Linked DNA regions of Zea mays: region 2 is linked to region 1. A link is a contact called in public Hi-C data. All regions are on one chromosome and are shown on one strand. The core of a region is the stretch at or near the end of the contact, and the rest is flanking DNA. Distances in the headings are between cores, read along the strand shown.

The links. Hi-C and Micro-C count contacts between places; a contact is called where the count stands out from the background.
Region 2: a Hi-C map of leaf shows a contact between it and region 1, with 3 times the contacts expected there. The contact joins the enhancer-like site here to the promoter of LOC100191290 in region 1. A contact is called at or near these places in 3 of 25 Hi-C or Micro-C datasets (all in leaf).

The regions. Positions count from the first base shown.
Region 1 is chr2:107,639,840-107,643,521 of Zm-B73-REFERENCE-NAM-5.0, reverse strand. It overlaps LOC100191290 (10-deacetylbaccatin III 10-O-acetyltransferase), which reads left to right and starts at 2,129. Exons shown (of 1, transcript NM_001136724.2): 1 at 2,129-3,506. The coding sequence starts at 2,173. The coding sequence ends at 3,450.
Region 2 is chr2:107,704,302-107,707,983 of Zm-B73-REFERENCE-NAM-5.0, reverse strand. No RefSeq gene overlaps it. Among protein-coding and RNA genes, the nearest start is that of LOC109944013, 30 kb to the right of the region's middle. Within about 2 kb of position 1,678, at least 16 of the 20 cell types and tissues checked have an H3K27ac peak or open chromatin away from gene starts, as enhancers often do. A contact at or near this core is called in leaf, where this site is marked.

The DNA.
Region 1 (3,682 bases), core at 880-3,379:
CTTAATCGGTGGTACCCATCATATATGTAGAGGATAAACCTGTTACTAGGTGCTTCCAAACAGATTCCCGCGTGATTAGTTGATAAACACATGTGGGATAAAGGCTATCGCCTGAATTAATCTAATCACAGAACATTTGAGCTATACCCGCAAACCGCTGTGAACCGTCCAGCCGTCCAGCTGTCCGGGTGCCAAATTTTGTGTCGAACACCTTGGCTTGTTCAGACCATGTGGTGGTGTTAATTGGGAATAATCCATGTGTTTGGTTGTAGTAGAAGTCGAGCCAGGCTAGGATAAGCCTAGCCAGTGTTAGTTGAATCAGGCTGAGTTTATACATATGCTTCTGTTTGGTTATTTGTACATATTTGTGGAGGCTATATACAGACTTTGTTTGGTTGCTTGTACTGAGACATGAGTTATAGAAGACTACATAAATAAATATCCAAATATTACATTGCATGAATGGTCTTATTTTGTTCACAAAAATTTGAGGAACACAAATATAAAATCAATTTAGCGATTAAATGTTTTTATTAGAAGATATAATAGAAAAACAAATTAAAACTCATTCTGGTTTTACTTGCTGCATGCAATGGATGGCTGCATTCAGCCTGGACGCGCGCCTACGCGAGCTGCGGGCGTATGGGGTGGGCCTGGCCGAGAGCTAATATTTGTACCTAATGAGCCTGTATGTATAGAGAAGTGAACCAAACGAATAATGTTTTATGGATCCGCGGGTGCAACTGCATGTGGAAAGCAGTCAACCAAACATACGGAATATGAATTTCATGAATTAACTACGTCTTCCATTTATCATCAGTCAGTGGTAGAGAATATCAAGCCGGTAGTGCGACTGATGAAAACAATGGCCCTGTTTGGTTGTCTGGTTGGGTGGACCTAGCTTGTATCTAGGAAACCTGGCTCTTGGTAGCCTAGCTGAGAGCATACAATATCCATACGTTTGGTTGCCTGTATAAGCTTAGCTTGGCCCATGTGAGATGATGTTTGGTTGCTTACATAAATGGTTGATGCATGGATTAAAAGCTATAAAGGTTTATTATATTTTCATGTGATGATGTTGCAATAGTCTATAATATGCCATACAAAGCCTCAATCCACTTTTAAATAAATTAAATTTATTTAATAGACACTAATTACATGTTAATCTGTCATTAGGAAAGACTAATGGTTGCACCGGCAGAGCCTGGCTCTGGAGAAACGACCAATTCCTACGTATCTCGGGAGCCAGGCCCAAGAGGAATTTTGCATCCCGCGAGTCAGGCTGAAGAGGCTGATCAGGCAACCAAACAGAAGAAAGCCGTATCTCGTGAGCCTGGCCAGACCATATGCAGGCAATCAAACGCACCCAATATAATCGTCTATGCCCGGGCGGGCTTCACATGTTGAGGTCTCATCGGATAGCGCGTTGCTCGGCACTATCCTTGTAATTGTATGCTGCGTACATCCGTCTAGACTGAACACGTGTATTGACTAAGAAGCAGTCAGGTAAAAAATATATCCCTTTACTGCATGAGCACATACGCTCGGACGTTCAGTTTCTGGGGGACCACCGGCGTTCAAATATATCCCTTTACTACATGAGCACATACGCTCGGGCGTTCAGTATATAGATGGCCAAAAAGCACGAGGCCCGTGAGCCCGGCACGAAGCCCGGTTTTTGGGCCCGGTCCGAACCCGGCACGGTAGAATAAGCGGGCGGGCTTGGACAGGAAACTAGGCACGGCGGGCTAGCCCGGCACGACCCGTTTACCTCTAAGCCCGTTAAGCCCGGTTTTTTTACACTAAAACGTGCTTACCGGCCCGTTTAGCACGTTTTCGGCCCGTTTTTTTCGTGCTAAACGGGCCGGCCCGGCCCGTTTAGGCCCGCTGCGGGCCGGCTTGGACAGAAACTTGAGCACGATGGCACAGCAGGCCCGGCCCGGTTTTTGGCCGGGCTTCACCGGGCCCGGGCCGGGCCGGGCCGGGCGGCCCGTTTGGCCATCTCTAGTTCAGTATCTGGAGGACCGGCGTTCAGTTTCTGGGGGACCACGCTCGCTAGATCCAGGTGCTGCTCGTCCGCCCATCAATCAGCCGCTATATAACTCCACGCGAGCAAGCCGAGAAGACCACAAACAAACCGCAAAGCAAGCACACGAGAAAAAAAAAATCACAATGAGCTCATGGGTTACCAAGTCGCTGCCTTTTCTCGTGGCTCCGGCAGTGGCCTCGCCCACTGCCGCCCTCCAGCTCACCTCCATGGACAGAGCTCTGGTTTCCCTGCCCGTGTCAGCGATGTTCGTCTACGAGAACCCCATCGATCGTCCGGCCGAGACCATTAGAAGAGCTCTGTCCCGTGCGCTTGTTCCCTACTACCCAATGGCCGGCCGCCTCGCCGTCACTGGGGACCAGCTGAAGCTCGCGTGCACCGGCGAGGGCGTAGCGTTCGTCGGTGCGTCGGCGAGCTGCACCCTGCAGGACGCCAGGCTCTGCGACCGGCGTCCCGTGGTCAGTGTCGAGGACCTCAGTATCAGCTATGCCGGCCAGTACAGCGAGGACCCTCCACTTCTGCTGGTGCAGGTGACCGAGTTTTCCTGTGGCGGCTTCGTTGTCGGGGTGACGTGGAACCACGTCCTCACGGACGGCGCCGGCATGGCGCAGTTCTTGAAGGCCGTCGGCGAGTTTGCCCGAGGTTCCCCTTCCCCTTCCGTCTTGCCGATGAGGGTGGACGACACCCTCTCTGAACTCCCCCCGCCAATAACCACCATGACTAAGGCACTCGTCAGCAGCAAGCCCAGAGACATGCCGTCCTCCTACATCACAGTTCCCCTGAGCTTCGTCGACCGCATCAAGGGCGAGTTCCGTCGTCGCAGCTACGGCAGCGGCAGCGGCCAGGTGTCGACGTGCACTGCGTTCGACGTGTTCACCGCCGCCATATGGAAGTGCCGTGCCCGCGCGACGATCGGCAGCGCCGCCAGCCCGGACGCCCCCACGGCGCTCGCCTTCACGGTGAACGTGAGGAAGCCGGCCAAGGCCAAGGACGGCTACTACGGCAACGTCTTCGCCTTCGGCCTCGCTGCCTCGACGCTGCGCGAGGTCGCGGACGGCGACATCCTGGACCTTGTGACGCTGGTCAGGGACGCCAAGGCACGGGTCCCGTTCACGTTCGCTGACGGAGCCGCGCACATCGCCGACGAGATGGGCGGTCGGCTCAAGGGCCTCGACGGCTACGACACCCTGTACGTCACGAGCTGGTGGAACCTCGGCTTGGACGACGTTGACTTCGGCAGCGGCGGCGCTGAGCGCGTCATCGGGTGCATGGAGCGCAAGGTGGTGCCGGGCTGCTTCCTGTGCGGGAAAAAGGACAAGGCCGAGGGCGTCGCCGCCATGGCGCTCTGCGTCAAGCAGGAGCACGCTGAGGCTTTCCATGCGGAGCTACGAAGCCTCAAGTGACGCGGAGACCTTACATGTTTGTCCGTGTTTCAATTTTAATAAGAGCACTTTAAACTCGTGCGTTACAATAAAAATATATAATACTACGATAATTTATATGTCACGATTGGTCTGCTTCAGCTTCGCAGCCGAGCGATCAGATCGGCACAATATACAATCAAACCAAACCAAAACATTGATGACAACTGTTGAGCACCAAAATGAGGTGCGGACGGTCCGGCCCTGAGGTGCG
Region 2 (3,682 bases), core at 429-2,928, 65 kb before region 1:
AGACTCTAGTTGCATCTAGTCTAATTTCACCATCTCATCAATACAACATCATTTTTATTCATAATGTTTACATCCTGACCTAGGTTGCAGGTCAGAGATCAAGTCTCCACTGTCCGGGGATATAATGGCGATCCGAATCGATTTACTCAGCTGAGGATCTCTAACCACACGACATATGTAGCACTTAACCCTTGCATATGTCAACCATTCCCACAGATCCTCCACAATGTGAACCGGTCTGCGCTACCCGGGAGCACAATACTCCTTCGTCCAGCCTCTATCCAGTAGGGTACACGCTACTCCCACCATCTCCTACGCCCAGTGCACCGTTGTCTTTTCACATATGGAATAACCGGGTTCAAGTTTACCCTGTCCCATATTCAGGGTATGTGGCCAGTTAAGATAGTCCTTGATCATACAGGCCTACATAAGTATCCAATCCTTAATTAACCTGGGTGGAGCATCACCTGTTCCTAGCCCAAGTCTCGAGTTAAGTACTTCCACCCTCAGGATTGTTTTGTGTTCCTAAGGATGGAAAGATCAATATAGGGAACTTTGCAGTAAGATCCCGCCATGCTCCCAATGAAAATATTCTTGCAGGTAGAAGCCATCCTTCTCAGGATAACCCTTGAGCTAGGCATTATTGCAAAAGACAACTTCTATCCACAAGATCTAAGCAGGGCTAAGCATTTTTTTAAATCGTATTTTGATACTTCATTAGCAGTATCTATAAAGGAGTGGATTTCAAGGTAGCCAATGCATCAAAGGGTTTCCAAGCAACTCCTATAAACCTAATGCACATTTCACTAGACTTAAAGTGTGTAAAAATCATTTAAAAACACAAGAAAGGTTGCATGCACCGGGGCTTGCCTTTGTTGCAGTGAAGTGGTTCTAGATCCCTCTATCAAATACCCAGTTAGATGGCTCCTCCACTTGATCAACAGACACTGGAGTAGACTCCTCCTTCAAACACCACTTCTTCTAGGTGTTCTACAAGTCAATTACAAATACATGTATGCTTATGCAATGATATGAAATGCAAACTCTCACAAGGAGAGGTGGGGAACATAAACACCACAAACTAAAACACATGACAAGCATACACATGGTTCTACACCACCAACACTTGCTAAAAGTGACCAAATTGAATTACTTAGACAAACCAGAGAACTAACCTATCTTAGATCTCATCCAAAAGCTTAAAACTTCTTAAGCAACTTCATCACTTCACTAAACTATTAGGTGTCCTCATTCCATAGGTGAAGTCCTTTTCTTTTTGGGCAATAATTAGTTTACTAAGCAAATCACATCCTAATAGTTCCAAATTTTTGCCCACAGTTTCAGCTTCTAATAACTAGATTCTCCAAGAATTTTCACAATTTCTGGTGCTATATTCTTATTTCTAAAATTCAAACAGTCCTTCCCAGAGCACCTTTAATTCACTTAATGTTTTATAATTGCCCTAAAAATCCTAAATCCAACTTTACCAGAGAGCACATGAATTTAGACATCCAACAAAATTTGTCTTGCTATTTTTGGATTTTTCTACAACTTATGGCACAATTTATAAGTTCTGTGTTAAAGAAAAGACCAAACTATGAACAGTATTGGACCACGACCAGCCCAGCTGGCCCAACATCGGGCAGATCTGGCCCGTGGCTGGGGAGCCCGCGCGCCCGGCTTTTGCACAAAAGACCCCGCGGTCTAGTTAAACCAATCCAAGCTTCCCCCACTGTTCACCAGAGTCAGTGACTACCACACTTAAACCCCTTGGTTTTGTTCTATTCACAAGGTCTCGGCCATGACTCCACTCCAACGGTTAGCACAGGTTGAACACCTGGCCGTGCTCACCCGATCCCGTCGCCGGTGAGTTCCTCAGCGAGGACCAGCACCCTAACTCCGACCCTGAGGTATACCCGTCAAATATACTTCAAGAATCGAACCACTACTGCACTGGACCTATGCCGCCGACGGCCATGACAGCGAGCTAAGTACGGCGACCACGTACTTGAGCCACCTCTATAGTAAAGTTTAACCAAACACCACGGGTAGCATCAGTGACATACCTAGATTCCTATGCTCGCGGAAAACCGGCCGAGGACGAAGCAAGTCGGTCGGGCGACGGCGGAGCTGTTCACGGTGTCAGTCTGCGGCGGTGCGCTCTTGTTCCGGCCAAAACATGACAGTATCGTTAGGGATAACAGCTCGGTGAGCTTCACTGATCTAAGGGGGACATGGAACAAGCACAACAAAGACCAATACTTGCCTGAGTTAGCCTGGCCACGGCGAGGTGACAAATTGGTAGGCGTGGTCACAACTCATAGGAGTTTGGCGCGTGCAGCTCTGGATAGAGCACAATGATGGCTGGGGAAAGGAGAAGCTACACGAACCTGAAGGCATAGGGACCACACGCTGCAAGGAACTCAGGGAAAGAAGTTCACTGAACCATGTCTTTTATGGCAGCTAAAGTGGGGCAGGTGTCCCTGGACTTGCACAAATTCAGTGCAAATGTATTCCCAGGGTGCCAGCAGTACATGGACATCCCCTACGTGTCTTTCATGCTCAAGTTCCTCACAGATGCACAGACACACCCATAACACTGAACCTAGTCAGCACTTTCAGCCCAAAATATCAACTTGTCCAATTACTCAAATAGGGAATAGAGCAGATAAGGTTCACTGCCCACAAATATCCACTGTCCAGTAATACAGACAGAGGAAGGACGGATAAAAAAATTCCACTGCGGCAGGCTCAAACACATCCAAAGGTTTGATATTTTCTGCAGGGAAAAAAATCTTCTTCAGATATTTTGGAAGCACTGAATTGCTTTAGCTAGCCTGATCCTCCCTATTCAGCCCCCCTTTTCTCCTCATTCCTGTTAAGGACAGACCAGTCCCCTATAATCAAACTTGTTCATTGACTAAGACTCTTCAAGTTTGTTACAAGAATCTAGGATCCAAACTGCATGTATCACAAGTTATGGTGTCTAAGAGTTAGCCACATTTCACTGAACCTATTTTCAGATCTCTAGATTCATCTACCGTTGCTCCATTCCTCTCCCTCTGTTCAGTGCTTCGTAACTCCCAATTTCCCTCAACAACAAACCCACTTTCCTTAACCAATCTATTCTCTATTGATATCTCTATCTCTTTTGTATAGCAACTGATGGTTGAAATGATATAGAACAAAGGTTGTGGTGATCCAAAATTTAGTACAAACACTGAAACACTACAATTTCAGCTAACTGATACAGCTCCATGCCAAACCAGACATAGAGGATTGCAGTACCATTATCTCCAAATTTTACATAGCAGCAAGGCTAACTCCTTGTATGAAACTTTTTCCCTATACTTGGTCTTTGACTTTTCTATAGATTTTCTAGTCCAAATGCTCATGCACTGGTCACAAAAGAGCTCCAAACTCAGTACCTTTTACTGAATTTCAGTTTCACAGAACTGAACAAAATTTCAATCAAAGCAACCTGACAGCCCATCTTGGAACTAACTTCTCTCCCAAATTTGTGTAGCACCAAGTCTATCCCACTTTATGAAACTTGTTCTCATTACTAAGGTCTCCAACTTAGCTATAGCAACTTTAGTACAAAACCACTTGCATTAATCACAAATGAGCTCCAAAATAGACACCATTCACTGATTTCAGGTTTCAGCCACTGAACCAAATT